Regions from separate parts of the Sus scrofa genome. Here all the other regions are linked to region 1. Evidence: chromatin contacts called from public Hi-C, HiChIP or PLAC-seq and promoter capture Hi-C data. All regions are on one chromosome and are shown on one strand. Each heading gives the region's core, a stretch centred on a gene start, on an enhancer-like site or on the middle of the called end of the contact. The rest is flanking DNA. Distances are from core to core; before and after follow the strand shown. Region 1 holds the start of AP5Z1 (adaptor related protein complex 5 zeta 1 subunit). Region 2 has its middle 49 kb from the start of FOXK1. Region 3 has its middle 28 kb from the start of FOXK1. Region 4 holds the start of RADIL (ras-associating and dilute domain-containing protein).

Region 1 (3,461 bases), core at 683-3,182:
GGTCGTGTCATGTTGCAGTGTTTCACCGCATGAAAGTGACATCTGGCCTACAGGACGCCCTGGAGGGGTTGGCAGAGCCCCGGCGGGGGCAGGACCCGCACCACCACCAGGAAGACGGGACCCCCATCACAGCTGGGCCGGCCTGCGTTTTCATTTCAAAGGGGATACAGTATTTTTTTAACAAGGAGCCATACTTTTTTTTAAAAGTTTGAGATCTGAATGTGATTTCTAATTGTATCAGACGTTAATGTTTTAAAGCTATAACAAAGGTTAAAATTTCTACTTTTTTTTTCATTTAACTGTTCTTTTATTAAATTGTTGTATGTGGATGGGGAAGTTTTGTTTCTCCAATTAGCATTCGTTTCTATAACCAGAAATAAAATTATATATTAAATGACACTGGGCCCCAGTGTGGTCTTGTGAGTGGCTGCTGAGGGACAGATGGACGGACAGGTGGGCGGCCAGCCTGGACACGCAGTCCCCACACAAACCGTCATGGGGTGGGGTGGGAGGGCTGCGCCTTCTCATTTGTCCTCCACAGCCCACCCCTGGGAAGCAGCTGACCATCCAGGACACGGTCCATGCAGTGTGCTTCTGGTTTCCGGGGCTCACCATCCCCTAAGTTCCCTGAGGAAGATGGCTTACACCTGCCCAGATGTGTGGGGACCAGTGCCCCCCCCCACCTGGGGGCCCCCACAGGCGCTGTGTGCTGTTGTCCTTGGGTCCTGCATGAGAGGGGCCGGGGCAGGGACTTGGCAGTCAGACTTGGCTCAGAGTCCAGCTGTGGGACTTGAACCCTGGAGAAGCTCCATTTCTTCATGTGCAGAATCGTGCCCCCAAGTGTTCTGAGAGCATGGGGACAAGGACACAGCAGCTGCGGGGGACGGGCCACCTCTTCTCCCTGCGGAGTCTTGGGATTTACCATCACATCACCTGAAGGGGCTGCTGTCTCGGGTCTGGATAGAAACGCGTCTGCCACGGAGCCATCGTTTGTCAAGCTGTAACAGCATTTGTCACGCTGGGCTGTCACTGCCCAGAGTATCGCCCTGTGTCCCCACGCAGTGTGCAGGGTGGGGATACTGTGGCCAACACACCTTTCAGAATTACTAGAATTTGACTTTCCCGCTCTGAGCCTGTTGCCTCGGCTGTAAAATAAGTATCCATAGCCTGTGATTTAGGGTGAGAACTGAGTAAGATTTTTTTTAAAGCAGCAGGTACAGCCTATGATAGGTGCTAAATAAAATGGGACCTCTAAAAAATTAAATTAAAAAAACCTCTGGGAGGGAGTTCCCATTTTGGCACAGTGGAAACGAATCCGACTAGTATCCGTGAGGACGCAGGTTCCATCCCTGGCCCCGCTCGGTGGGTTAAGGATCTAGCAGTTGGCGTGAGCTCTGGTGTAGGTCGCAGAGGTGACTCGGATCCAGCGTTGCTGTGGCTGTGGTGTAGGCTGGCGACTGCAGCTCCGATTGGACCCCTAGCTTGGGAACTTCCATACTCCACGGGTGCAGACCTTAAAAACAGACAAAAAAGAAAACTGAGGGCCGCAGTTGTTCCTTGCAAACCGCTGGACAGGGATCCAGCCCACAACCGCCCTTGGTCTAAGTTTCAGGCCGCCCCGAACACTGAGGCTGCAGGGGACAGAGCGGACTGTGTTACTGAAAAAGCGAAGTTGCTGAGGCCGGTGACAGGCGGCTCCTAACGGCGCCGGACGCCCTGAGCCCGCGCCGCCCAGGGGTCCTGGTTGCCGTAGCTCCGGGCTCGGAAGTTCGGGGGTCTAGAGGTCCCGAGGAGCCCAGGTCCCGCTGCCCAAAGCGCGCAAACGCGACCAGGAGCCAATCAGGACCCGCGGCCCGAGCGCCGAAGGCCCCGCCCCGCGTTGAGCGCTCCGTCAAAGCCCATTGGTCGGCGGCCTGCGCGCCCTGCCCACGTGATGCGTCACGTGACGCGACCGGGAAGCCGGCGCTGCGGAGGGCTGTGCTCCGGGAGTGGCCGGCGACCGCCACTGTCGGGCTGCGTTTCGTGGAGGCGGCGGCGGCGGCATGTTCACGGCGGGGGCCGAGAGTCTGCTCCGTCAGGCCAGGTAGGGGTGCGCCTTTCCTTTGGGGCGCCTGGCGGGGGTTCGGAGCCCGTCCCGCTCGGGAGGCTCGGGGGGCGGGGAGGCCACGCAGGCCGGGCGCGGGGGCCGAGGAGGTCCCGGGAAGGCCGAGCCGGGCCCCGGAGGAGGTGGCTTCCGTAAGCCCCTTCCTCACCGGCTAAGCAGTCTTGAGGGAAAGCAGATGCAGCTCGGACTGAAACCCCGCAGTCCATCGGGCAGTCTTGGTGCTCCTTGTTCGAGAGAGGAAAATGCAGTCAGAACCACGGGCTCCTGGTAAACCTGAGAAGAACCCCCCAAAGTGGATTTGGGAAGATTAAGATCCTTGCAGCTCTGTGGTCTTAGTCAAGCAAGATCTTGAATGCATACTAGGTTCTAAAGGCGGCGAAGAGGGCAGAAATACACAAGGTCAAAGTGACCAGGTGAAATTCTGTTAGAGGAGTGTTTTGAGGATTTGTAGCACCCTCTCTAAGTCCTGAATAGTCTCTGTTTCCTTCCGCGTTGTACAGATATTCCAGTATTCAGGTCCCAGTAGTACAGTCGAAGTTCACTTGAATTTAGGAGCTGTGTTAAACTAGGTATCTTTAAATTGGAGTATAGTTTATTTACAGATGAGTGTCAGGTGTGCAACGTAATGATTCAGTATTTTTGTGGATTATATGCTGTTTGAAGTTATTGTGAAATATTGGCTGTCTTTCCTGTGATGTGCAATGTATCTTTTTATGAAAGAGCAGATTGTATGTCTAATTCCCTATCCTGACCGTGTCCCTCTCTCCATCAGTAACCACCACTATTATTTGTTTCTGTAAATCTGTTTCGTTGTATTCATTCATTTTTTAGATTCCACATGGAAATGATAACATGCCTTATTTATCTTTCTCTGACTGACCTTTCACTAAGCATCCCTGGTTTATCCATGCTGTTACCAGTTGCAGAATTGCATTCTTTTTACGGCTGAGTGGTGTTCCACTGTGACTAGATGCCACATCTTCCTGATTTATACGCCTTAGATGGATACTTAGGTTGCTTCCGTATCTTGGCAATTGTCAGTAGTGTTGCTGTGAACACTTGAGGTGCATGTACTTTCTCAGACTAGTCTTTTCATTTTCTTCGGATGTATACCCAGGAATGGAATTGCTGGATCATTAAAAGTAGTTCTATTTTTATTTATTTTTTTTCTTTTTTGGCTGCCTTGGGGCGTATGGAGTTCCTGGGCCTGGGATCAGATTGCAGCTGCGGCAACGCTAGAGCCTTAAGCCACTGTGCTGGGTCAGGGATTGAACCTTCATCCCAGTGCTCGGTTGTGCCACAGCAGGAATTCCCCATGTTTAGTTTTTTTTGGAACTGTTTTCCGTAGTGGCTGCAC
Region 2 (3,461 bases), core at 415-2,914, 120 kb before region 1:
GAAAGTGTCTAAAGGCAGGGACGTCCGTCTCATTCACACGAAGGGAGCGTAAGGACCCGCGGCAGCCCTGAGAGTCAAGGGTATGGAGAGGAACGGTCCCATCCCTTCGGATCGGGTTGCAAAGTGGAAGTTCCCCATCCCAGGCATCGTGAGGTTAGGCAGGAGGAACTCCGCACTAGCGGAGGGGCTGGGGCACCGATACACCCCACTGTGGGTGCTGTGTGGCCGCACCTAGTCGAGCTGGACGTGCAGTTTCCCATGACAGCAATTCCACGAGGCGCAAACGCCCGGCCGCACACACGCACACGTGCACCCGGGAACCTGTTCTAGAAGGTCTGCGGGCACGCCCTTTGTAAGAGCATCCTTTGTCAGAGCCCAAACTAGGAAGAGGTGCCATGCCCGTGAGTGATGGAGGGGCGAATAAACTGCATATTCTCGTGGTGAATACGAGACAGGGATGCAGGCGAGCCGGACCACGGCGAGAGCTCATCAGACAGAGTCAGGTCACCCGTACAGGCAAGCGGCCGCACAAGAGAGCGTTCCGTGTGATTCCGTTTGTTTAAAAGGCAAACGGCAGGCAGAGCTGAGCTCTGGTGTCAGAAGTCGGGGTGGCACTTAGGGGTGCCTGGGTGGTGACGGGAAGGGCACACGGCTTCTCTCCCAGACGCTGGTGAGGTTCGCTGCTTGACCTGGTGGTGGTGACATGGATGGGGTCCCTTTGGGAAACCAGCAGACTCACACACGTGTGCTTCGTGCCCCATTCCGTGCACACGTGAGCCCAACACGCACATGTCACAGCCGAGGACCCCGTGTGCGTGTTGGGTGAGGAGAGGCTTCAGAGGGGGAGAGGGAGAGAAAACCTCAGCTGCAGCAGTCATTCCAGAATCGTCCAGAATCACACGTGTCATGGCTTTACCCAGGAAACCAGCTCCCGGGGATGGGCCGTGTCTGTGCACCTGCTGGAGGCAGGAATCCTTGCTTCCCTGAGGTGAGGGTTTCTGTGCCAGTCACCGCTGTGGGTTGGGGTCCCAGAGACATTTGCCAGGGAGACCCAAGAAGCCAAGGGAGGACGGGCCTCTGGGATGCAGGTCGCACCCCTGGGTGTGTCCAGACGCAGGCAAAGGAGGCCGGGCTCCCTACTCTCACACCCGTGGGTTCATTCAAAGCAGAGCAGGCCATGGGGCTTCTACCTCCTGGTGCAGAGCATTGTGGGAACCTGGGGGAGCTGGGCGAGCCTCCTCTTACTGAGACGTGAGGACATGAGGTCTCGGCATTGACCTTCTCGCTTTTCCTGGGTGCCTCTGTGTCAGAGCTGGGGGGGTGGGAGGCTGCCCGGCTCGCTGGGATCAGAAACCCGTGTCCTCAGGCTCCAGGGTGGTGAGGAATTGCTCAACCATGTGCTGACCGTTTGTATGTTTGGGCGTCTGTCTGCTGGAAAACAAGAGGCCAAGCATGCTTTGGGATTGCCAGTGCCGCCTGGGTCCTGCCCCCCTTGGCTTCTGGGTCTGCCCCGCACAGATGGCCCTGGGGCCACCCCCCTCATCGACAACCCGCACCCACACCCTCCTCTCAGGCTTTGCTTCTGGAGACCCAGACCTAAGACGGAGAAGAAGATGGGTTCCAGCAGCTCGGAGATCCAGAAACCTGAGACCCAGCGCGGCTGGGCCTCCCGCCTCCCACACACATGCCTGTGGATCCGGTTTCTGCGAACGGAACAGGGCGCTTGCAGCAAGCTTGCAAGCGGCTGTCATCATTTCCAGGATTTGCTATTACTCAAGTTGTCCTGTTTCCTTTGGGTACAGACATGCCCCCGCCCCCCCAGGCCCGGCCCCAGGCCGCATTCCCAGTCCCTGGTGGCTCTCAGACGCACTTTCCCATAAAAATAACAGCAACGGCTAACAGCGGTAGGGCGGGCGCCGCCGGCCAAGCCTGTGCCCAAAACAGCCGTCTTAACCCCTACGTTGCCCAACTTGAGTTTGTCAGGTGCTCCTCTGAGGTCTTCTTCCTGTTTGGGGGGGAAGAGAACGCCTCCTCTCCAGGAGTCGCGGCTGCTCTGCAGAACCCGGGGTAAGCAGTCACTGCTTTCTGCGCAGACCCGGGATCCAGTGCTCCCGGGCCCCTCGCCGTCGGCCAGGCCACTGGCCTCTGCCCTTCACATGTCCCCCTCTAGGAGTTCTCGTCGTGGCGCAGTGGAGATGAATCCAACGAGGAACCATGAGGTTATGGGTTCGATCCCCGGCCTTGCTCAGTGGGTTAAGGATCTGGCATTACTGTGAGCTGTGGTGTAGGTCGCAGACCCGGCTCAGATCCTGTGTTGTTGTAGCTGTGGTGTAGGCCGGCAGCTAGGCTCCATTTCAACCCCTACCTGGGAATCTCCATATGCCACGGGTGCAGCCCTTAAAAAAAAAAAAAAAAAGCAAATGTCCCCCTCTGTCCAGTGGACGCAGGAACACCAGCCCCTCCAGACTGTAGTGTTACTCAGAGATGTTAAAATGGGAAATAAGCATATGGAAAGATGCTTCACCAAGTGCCAAGAAAAATGACTGTGTGACACCAGGTTGGGCAGAAGGAAACTCTCTCCCGTTACGTGGCTGCACGACGTGACACAGTTGTTGGGAAATCCGTTCGGCAGCCCCTACCGGGGCTTTATCTGTATTCCCCTGGCCCAGCCAGCTCACTCCGTCCCGAGAGGAGGCAGGGCAGGGCTCCACCTAAAGACACATTCCAGGAGGTCACCACCGCCTCAGTGACAACAGGTCAAGGCTCGAAACAACCCAGGCGCCCATCATCAGTGGGTGGGTGCGTAGCGTGTGGCACGTGGGTTCTGATGACGGAACCCGAAACAGCAATGAGAATAAACAAGCACGTGCGACCGTTACACACGCCCCGATGATGGAAGGGGGCGTGTGCACACTGTAGCCGTCCAGCCAGGTCAAGGCCAAGTTCACAAACAGGAGGCACTAACGGTCTTGGTCCATTCAGCAGCTCTAACAAAAAGCCCTGTGGCCCCAGTGGCTTATAGACCGCAGGGTTTTTCTCCCAGCTCTGGAGGCAGGAAGTCCCAGGTCAGGGGCCAGCGGGGCTGAGTCCTGGTGGGGACCCTCTTGTGGGTGGCGGATGTCTTTACATAGAATGACCACAGGACCGGCACTTCTGCTCGTACACATGCACCCAAACGAACTGAAAACAGGAGTTCCAGCAAAAACTTGCATGCAGCAAAACACTCGTTCAGAGCAGCGCTATTCACAACAGCCAAAGGGCAGAAACAACCCAAAGGTCTGTCCACTGAAAAATGGATAAACAGGAGTTCCCATCGTGATGCAGTGGAAACGAATCCGACTAGGAAGCATGAAGTTCCGGGTTCCATCCGTGGCCTCGTCCAGCGGGTTAAGGATCCATTGCTGCTGTGAGCTGTGGTGTAGGTCGCAGACGCAGCTCAGATCCCTGGTTGCTGTGGCTGT
Region 3 (3,461 bases), core at 306-2,805, 95 kb before region 1:
GGTTTCTTACAGCGCTTAACCATGATGCAATACTTTTCTGCTGGTGTGTATTGACTAGAGCCTCTGCCAGGACACCAAGTCTGTGCGAGGAAAACCCTTCCCTGCTTTGATCACCTCTGTATCCCCTACTCCCTGCATGCAGCCCAGCATCAGGTCAGCACAGGTACCTGTTGATTAGATGAATGAACATACAAGAAGGAAACGGCCGTGAGAAGGTGAGAGGGACAGGATTTTCAGTCAGAGAGAACAGCAAGGCAAAGCGATGAGCAAGGTGTGTTCCAGGTAAGAAAAGCACCTGCTCGGGGCTGGAGGGATTCCAGGTGACACAGGCAGGGTGAGAGGGGTCCGGGCCTCTTAAAACATGGGAAGGATAGGAGTTCCCTGGTGACTCAGTAGGTTAAGGACCTGTGGCTCAGGTCCCTGCCGAGGTGCGGGTTCGATCCCTGGCCTGGAAATTTCCACATGCACCTGGGTGCCCCCCCATTTGTTTTTTTTAATGGGAAGGATATTTTCAGGCACAACATGATCTGATGGGCAGAAGGGGTGGATTGTGGTAAAATACAAACACAGTTTACTACTTTAACCATTTTTAAGGACAATTCAGCAGCATTAGGTACATTCCCACTGCTGTGCAGCCACCACCTCCGTCCATCTCCAGAACTTTTTCATCTTCCCAGCCTGAGACGCTGTCCCCATCGACACTCCCATCCCCGCCCCGGACGACCACCTTTCCACTGCGTCTCTGTGAAGCTGCCTGGTCTAGGGACCTCCAGTGACTGCGATGATTCACCGTGTCATTCTGTGTCTGGATTATTTCACTTGAACTGTGTCTTCCGTCACATACTTCATTGCGATTAAAACACACATGTCACAAAATTTCCTCCACTGCTTTTTAAAGCTGACTGGCATTCCACAGTGTGTAAATACTGCATTTACACATTCCCCAGCACGGGTCCCTGGCAGCGCTGAAAGGCTCTCTCTCGAGTCAGATGGACACACGGGGTGGGCGTGGGGCGGCCACACGGCCAGAGACACGACACAGCCAGGCAAGGGCAGCCACCCCTCTGCGCCCCACCGTGCAGGCGGAGACCCGGCTCAGAGCGGCCAGGAGGCCCGCCCAGGTCACACAGCCGGGAAGGGCGGGGGAAAGCCCGGGCGGGGCCGCCGCCCGCCCCCTTCCCGGTCGAACAGCCCCGCCCGCCGGGCGCCACGGCCCGCCCCCGCCCGCCGGTGCGCAAGCGCGGGAGGAGCCGGAGGGCGCATGCGCATAAGACGCAGGGCGCGGAAGGCTCCGCTCCCCGGGGTGTGAATCCGCGATCCGGGGTTTCGGCCCCGCCGGGAGTTATGTTTATAAACACACCGCCCGGCCACCGACCAAGGGTAACCCTAAAGGTGTGGGGTTAAGGGTCAGAGGTCAACGGGGGCATCGGCGGGGCGACCCATCCCTTCGCCTTCGCGGGCTGCCGGCTGCGCGGCGTGGTCGGTCCGGCAGCCCTACCGCGGCCCGGGGCTGCCGGGGGCGCCACGTGGTGCGCACGTGGTCCGGTCCCCGCGCGGCGGCCTCCCCTCCCCCACGGCGCCGGCGCGCCTCACCGCCCCCCAGCGGCGGCCGGCGGCGCCGCGCTGCAGTGGCGCCTGCGCACGACGCGTCACCACTCGCCTTCCGGTCTGCGCCGCAGCCGGGCGTGGGTCGGGGGCGTCCTCGTGACGGCTGAGCCTGGTCGGCTCGCCCCGGGCTTCCCCGGAGGGTGGGGCGACCCGGCGGGGGCGCACTGAGCGGCCGGCGGGGGCCCTGGGACCCCGCCCCGCGCCCGTGGGTCCGGAAGCCGGTCGTGCAGTGCGGGGCCGGGCGGTGATGCCCGTGGAGGGCCTATGCCCGTGGAGGGCCTCTGCCCGGGCTGCGGGCCGGCTGCCCCCTCCCAGCCCGGGGTTAGGTCCCCCCGAAGGGCTGGCGCGGCCTCCTGCGGGCGCGCGGTAAAATGCGCAGTGCGTATTTAGAAAATCAGTGAACGGAAGGTGCATTAGTGAGTTATTAAAGTATCCAGGAAGTGTGTTGTTTCCGGTTTTGTACTATATCGCCTACGCTGTGGGTATTCTTTTTGGGATTCCACATGAAAAACACTACTGGCCCCGTGCTAAGCGCTCAGTCTATGGAAGCGATTAGTATTGTTGTCCCCCCCCCCCCGCCCCCCTTTTTTTTTGTCCTTTGAATTTATACCGTTAAGTATAAACAGGATTGAGGGGGCTTACGGACGTGAAAAAGCAAACAAACCTCCTTTGTTTGCCTTTTGACCCTGAAGACTCAGTTGCATTACCACTTGTGGTTGCTCTGTACAATTGATGTTTCTTAGAGGTTTTCTCACTTGGGTATTTTCAAAATATCTAATGTGTGCCAGATGCTGCCCCAGACACTAAGGGAAATGGGTCACACCTAGGTAAGAGGAAAGCTAAAAGTGGTTAAGTTATAAAGGAAATCAGCAAGTCCTTGCCTAAAGGTCAGATACATGTTTAACAACTGGCGGCGAGGAGAACGTACATGTCCTGTTAAGCACAAATTTTATTACTGTGAAACTTGTGCAGCACACTGCCTACCCCCAAAAATGTAAAATATACAATGTACTCTTTCTTACATAAATTGCCTGGAGCCAACGGATGCTCAGATGTCCTCAGATATTAAGAATGCACTTGCATATTTTTGCTGAACTCTTGTATCCAGAGCCAACCTCTGGTTAAAATTCAGTTATGAGGAGCTCCCACTACAGCAATCTGGGAGCCCTGGGGTGTGGGTTTGATCCCAGTCTGTGCAGAAAAAAAAATTTAAATCATTATCAAGTGAGTTGCCTCCATGCCACTATTTTTCCATAAATGTATTGTCATCAAGTGTAATATGTGTTAGTAGCATTGGTTGATATTACATGAGTGAGACAAACCAACAAGATTTTAGATCTTTATTCATGTGTGATGTGACCCACTTCTTTGCTGTGCTGGGTCATTTTCCAGGACTGGGCGTGTATTTTGTGCCAGTCACACTATAGTGGCTCACAATTTTAAGTCAGCTGCATTGTTAATTTTCTCCATTACTTCCTTAGGTCTAGACGAGGGGTTGGCAAATATTTCCTACAAAGGGCCAAACACACATTTGCCAAACACAAATGGTCACTGGCACATACTCTTTGTTTTATTTCTTTTTTTTTTTTTTCTCTCTTTTAATGGGTTTTTTTTTTCCCCCATTACAGCTAGTTTACAGTGTTCTGTCGTTTTATTTTTTATAAAACTTTAAAACTGTGAAAGCTTTTCTTGAGTGAGGGCCAGATGGGGCCTTTCAGCTCTTATTTGTAGCTGAATTGTAGTTTTCAGTTTCCGCAGTGTAACTATTTCTCTGGTGGCCAATTTCAAGCCAACTTCCGGCCACCACGGGGGAGCCTCTGAACCAGCATGAAACGTCTTGAACACGGAATTGG
Region 4 (3,461 bases), core at 495-2,994, 93 kb after region 1:
TCCCGCGGCCGTGGAAGGGAGTCGCCTCCCTCCTCTCCTGCAGCCTCCTGTGCTGGATCCCAGGGCAATGTCGGGAAAAGGGGCCAGAGCCTGTAGGAGAGACCGACTCATTCCCTTCCAGTAACTGCTCCTTAAGCCCCAACAAGGCCCAGGAAACACGGACCCTGATCTGTCGGATCGATTTTATCAGGAAGCTCTCTTCCCCTCCTGGTCATTCTGTGGCCATTTTCAGAGAGCAACCACGGACAGTGGCCAGCGGCTCGGGCAGGCCCTTCCGCCACCGTCACAGAAAGCAGAGTACAGCCTGTTTGTCCAAATGGGACAGATGCGTCCTTGCAGAGGGCGAGAGGAGCCTGCTGAGCGGGGCCGGCTCTGCGAAACCAGATCTGTTTTTCTGGACACATGACCTGCCTTTTCCTCTTCTGCTCAGTTCTCTCCTCTTTCGCACAAATACCGGGGAAACACGGGCTGGAGGCGGTGGGCTGCAAGCTGCTGCTTCCCCTGGAGAATGTTTTCCTCTTGTTTGCAAGGAAGAGTCCAATTTCTGATGAAAACAAGCTCGAGTCACAGCAGCCAGGGCAGAGAGTGAGGTCAGTGTGGGGCTGAGCTAATGGGTGGAGGGACACGGCCGTTCCAACACTGCAACGTGGGATCCATTAGAATTTCCACCAGGGCAGGAGGGGACGAGAGTAGAGTCACGCAGGCTGGGCCTTACCCCCACCGGCCAAAACGCGCACTCGACAGCGCCAGCCAGAGCCGTGCTTTTAAACACAGATATTATTTAATCAGACTTAATTCTGCCATGCTAGCCTCTTGACAGGGGGCTTTTTCTGCCAGTGGGATTAAGGACTGGCTCCTCTCTGGAATGCGGACCAGGCGGCCTGTGCCAATGGGAGACACCTGTAACTAACCAGAGGCACCTGTAATCACCAGCGGGCGGAGGACTTGGGAAATTCTTTTCAGCAATTCAGATTAACCAAACACTTGACCAGGTGCTGGGAGTTGCCAGGGCTGGGTGTGAGAGCAGCCTGGGTCCCACGTACCCACTCTCTAATGGGAAATAAGGGAGTTTTCTGCGTGGGCCCCCCAGGATGCACTGTTTGTCAAGGGGCTGGAAATGGTACAGAAATAGCTGGGAGACAATGCTTTCAGCTGGCACGCGAGTGGGGAACAGCGCTGCCGTGTGAATAGGGAAACCAAGACAGGCCGTGGGCGGGGGGGATGTCACGCGGACCCCGGAAAGAGGGTACGGACTCCTGCGCCCTGTGCCCGCCTTGCAGACCCCCCTCCGTGGGGGCCGCCAGAGAAACTGAGGCCTGGGGGAACCCCGCCGTTGGGGGGCCCAGGCTCCGGGGGCCAAAGCGGGTAGTGGCCGGAGCTGACCCCCTGGAACCCCCATGTAGCCGGTCTGCGGGTTCCGCCCCCCGAGGCCTCGCCCGGGCCCCGAGAGCCGCCTGTTTCCATGACAACCGAACAAGCCTGGGCTGGGTGGCAAGAAAGATGCCCCGTGCGGGGCTAGCTGCCCCAGCGCGCGCCCCGCGGCCTCCCGGCCCGGCCAGCCTCCGCGCCCCGGGACCCCGGCCGCCACGGAGCGACCCCCGCCGCCGCCGCTCCTCGCGCACCCCGCACTCACCTCCAGCACAGCCCGCCGCCGCCGCCGCCGCCGCCGCGTTCCGGCACGGCTCCCACACCCGCCGTTAGCCGGAGCCAGGGCTCGGGACTCGCGCGTGGCGCGCCTCCTGCCGGCAGATCAACGGCCGGGGCGGGCCCTCTTGGGGCGGGCCCCTGTGGGCGGGGCCAGTGGGAGGGCGTGGCCCGCGGCGAGAGGCGCGCGGGCTCCTCCTGCGCCCCCCAACAGGTAGGGCGGGGCCTTTGGAGGGCGGGGCCTCCGAGGGACGTGCTGCAGGCCCAATGAGATGACACCTCGGATGAGCCCTCGAGGGAATGGAGCATCTGAGCAACAAGGCGGGACGAGAAGAGACAGTCTGGGCCCAGGGTGATCCGGCCGCCATCCAATGGACCGAAAGGGAGCCTGGAAGGGGCGTGGCCTAGGGGAGGGGCGGAGCCAGGGGATGGGGCTGAGCACGGCACCACCTGCCAAGCAATTAATGGGTGTGGACTTGCCCTCCAAGGCAAGGAAGGGAGGGGCCTGTGCAGGAGGGGCGGGGCTCCCCAAGCTCCTGGGCCAAGTGCTGGCCTCGGGCAAGCAGTTTCTATCCCACCTCCTATTCCCTTGGCTTTGAAGGCCAGGAAAAAGAGGAAGCTGGGTAAGGCAAGCGCTCATCGTTAGGGGGCGGTACAGAGCTGTGACTCCGATATATGAACGTTCGAAACATGGAAAGAGGACAAGGGTGGCAGGTTCCGTTTCCCTACATTCTGTCCCCCACCCACCAGCGTCTTAAATGACAAATCAGATCGTGGCACTCTTGTGCTTAAAAGGATGCAAAACGGGGCCAGGCCAGCTCCAGGGCTCTGGCCCAACCGCCCTTCTCGGGTAACTTGTTTGAAAAGAAGCACGTGTCCTTCGAGCTCGCTTTGGCCCCAGTCCTCCGGCTGGGGTTTCATCTTGGAGAAGGGCTGTTCACAGCTCCCTTTGTACCGCGCTGCTCATGCGCTAGACCTGGGGGATTCACGTGGCCTCGGATATGAATTCGGACCTCGGGAATGCACCTGCTTGTTGACAGCTATTGGGGTACCAAGTTTTATGGCGCTGACCCCGAATGTGCAGTGGAGAAAGTGGGGAGGAGGGAACAGACATTTGTAGACCACATAAAATATATCAGACCCTCTCATCTAAAGCTCACGTCAGGGAGTTCCCCTTGTGGCGTAGGCTGGCAGCTGTAGCCTGGGGACCTCCATATGCGGCAGGTGTGGCCCTAAAAAGCAAAAATAAATAAATAAAATAAAGCTCACATCAGCTCCTGTGAGGCAGATGTCATTACACCCATTTTTCAGAGGGGAAAACAGAGCCTGAGAGAGGTCAAACTGCTAGAGGTAGGGCCAAGAATTGAGCCTGGGACTCTGTGATTAAATGGTATCCTTTTCAAGACTCTCCACACCCCCCCACTCCTCATCCCCCCCCCCAAGAGGCAAAGATGGAGCTGGAAGGAGAGCCTGGATTTCAACCTGTTTTCCTCCCACGATCCTGTCCCAAATCCTTCAGCAGGGGTTGGCCAACTACCACCTGGGGGCCAAAGTGGAGCTGTTGTTTTCGTAAATAAAGTTTTCTTGGAACACAACCCCACCCATTTGGTTACATATTGTCTAAAACTGCTTTCATGCAACAGACTTTACAGCCCCAAAGCCTAAACTATTTACTCTCTGGCCAGTTACAGAACCACGTGCAGGCCCCTGCTCTTCTAGATGTTGTGATGCCAGCTACACCATTCCTCCCGGGTTTCACCCTTCTCCGTCTTTGCTCAGGCCCCTCTCTCTGCCTTCCGTCCCCTTTTCCCAACTGC

Evidence for each region. Promoter capture Hi-C pulls out the DNA fragments that hold promoters and counts their contacts. A called contact is a pair of places that touch in the nucleus more often than the background predicts. HiChIP or PLAC-seq counts read pairs in DNA pulled down with a chosen protein or histone mark.
Region 2: a contact with region 1 is called in an H3K27ac HiChIP or PLAC-seq map of skeletal muscle. The contact joins the enhancer-like site here to the promoter of AP5Z1 in region 1. A contact is called at or near these places in 2 of 5 promoter capture datasets (fetal skeletal muscle and liver), 13 of 47 Hi-C or Micro-C datasets (alveolar macrophages, blood, embryonic fibroblasts and 8 more) and 2 of 2 datasets of contacts at active chromatin or transcription factors (alveolar macrophages and skeletal muscle).
Region 3: a promoter capture Hi-C map of liver shows a contact between it and region 1, with 3 times the contacts expected there. The contact joins the enhancer-like site here to the promoter of AP5Z1 in region 1. A contact is called at or near these places in 2 of 5 promoter capture datasets (fetal liver and liver), 4 of 47 Hi-C or Micro-C datasets (fetal heart ventricle, liver, retroperitoneal adipose tissue and 1 more) and 2 of 2 datasets of contacts at active chromatin or transcription factors (alveolar macrophages and skeletal muscle).
Region 4: a Hi-C map of skeletal muscle shows a contact between it and region 1, with 4 times the contacts expected there. The contact joins the promoter of RADIL here to the promoter of AP5Z1 in region 1. A contact is called at or near these places in 1 of 5 promoter capture datasets (fetal skeletal muscle) and 3 of 47 Hi-C or Micro-C datasets (fetal liver, heart right ventricle and skeletal muscle).

Annotation. Positions count from the first base shown.
Region 1 is chr3:3,620,752-3,624,212 of Sscrofa11.1, forward strand. AP5Z1 (adaptor related protein complex 5 zeta 1 subunit) reads left to right here and starts at 1,933. Exons shown (of 17, transcript NM_001244772.1): 1 at 1,933-2,083. The coding sequence starts at 2,043. FOXK1 (forkhead box protein K1) reads left to right here. Exons shown (of 9, transcript XM_021086021.1): 9 at 1-399.
Region 2 is chr3:3,505,382-3,508,842 of Sscrofa11.1, forward strand. No RefSeq gene overlaps it. Among named protein-coding and RNA genes, the nearest start is that of FOXK1, 49 kb to the right of the region's middle. Within about 2 kb of position 1,665, at least 21 of the 83 cell types and tissues checked have an H3K27ac peak or open chromatin away from gene starts, as enhancers often do. A contact at or near this core is called in fetal skeletal muscle, mesenteric adipose tissue, omental adipose tissue and 3 more, where this site is marked.
Region 3 is chr3:3,526,341-3,529,801 of Sscrofa11.1, forward strand. No RefSeq gene overlaps it. Among named protein-coding and RNA genes, the nearest start is that of FOXK1, 28 kb to the right of the region's middle. Within about 2 kb of position 1,556, at least 70 of the 83 cell types and tissues checked have an H3K27ac peak or open chromatin away from gene starts, as enhancers often do. A contact at or near this core is called in alveolar macrophages, fetal liver, liver and 2 more, where this site is marked.
Region 4 is chr3:3,714,395-3,717,855 of Sscrofa11.1, forward strand. RADIL (ras-associating and dilute domain-containing protein) reads right to left here and starts at 1,745. Exons shown (of 16, transcript XM_021086022.1): 1 at 1,634-1,745.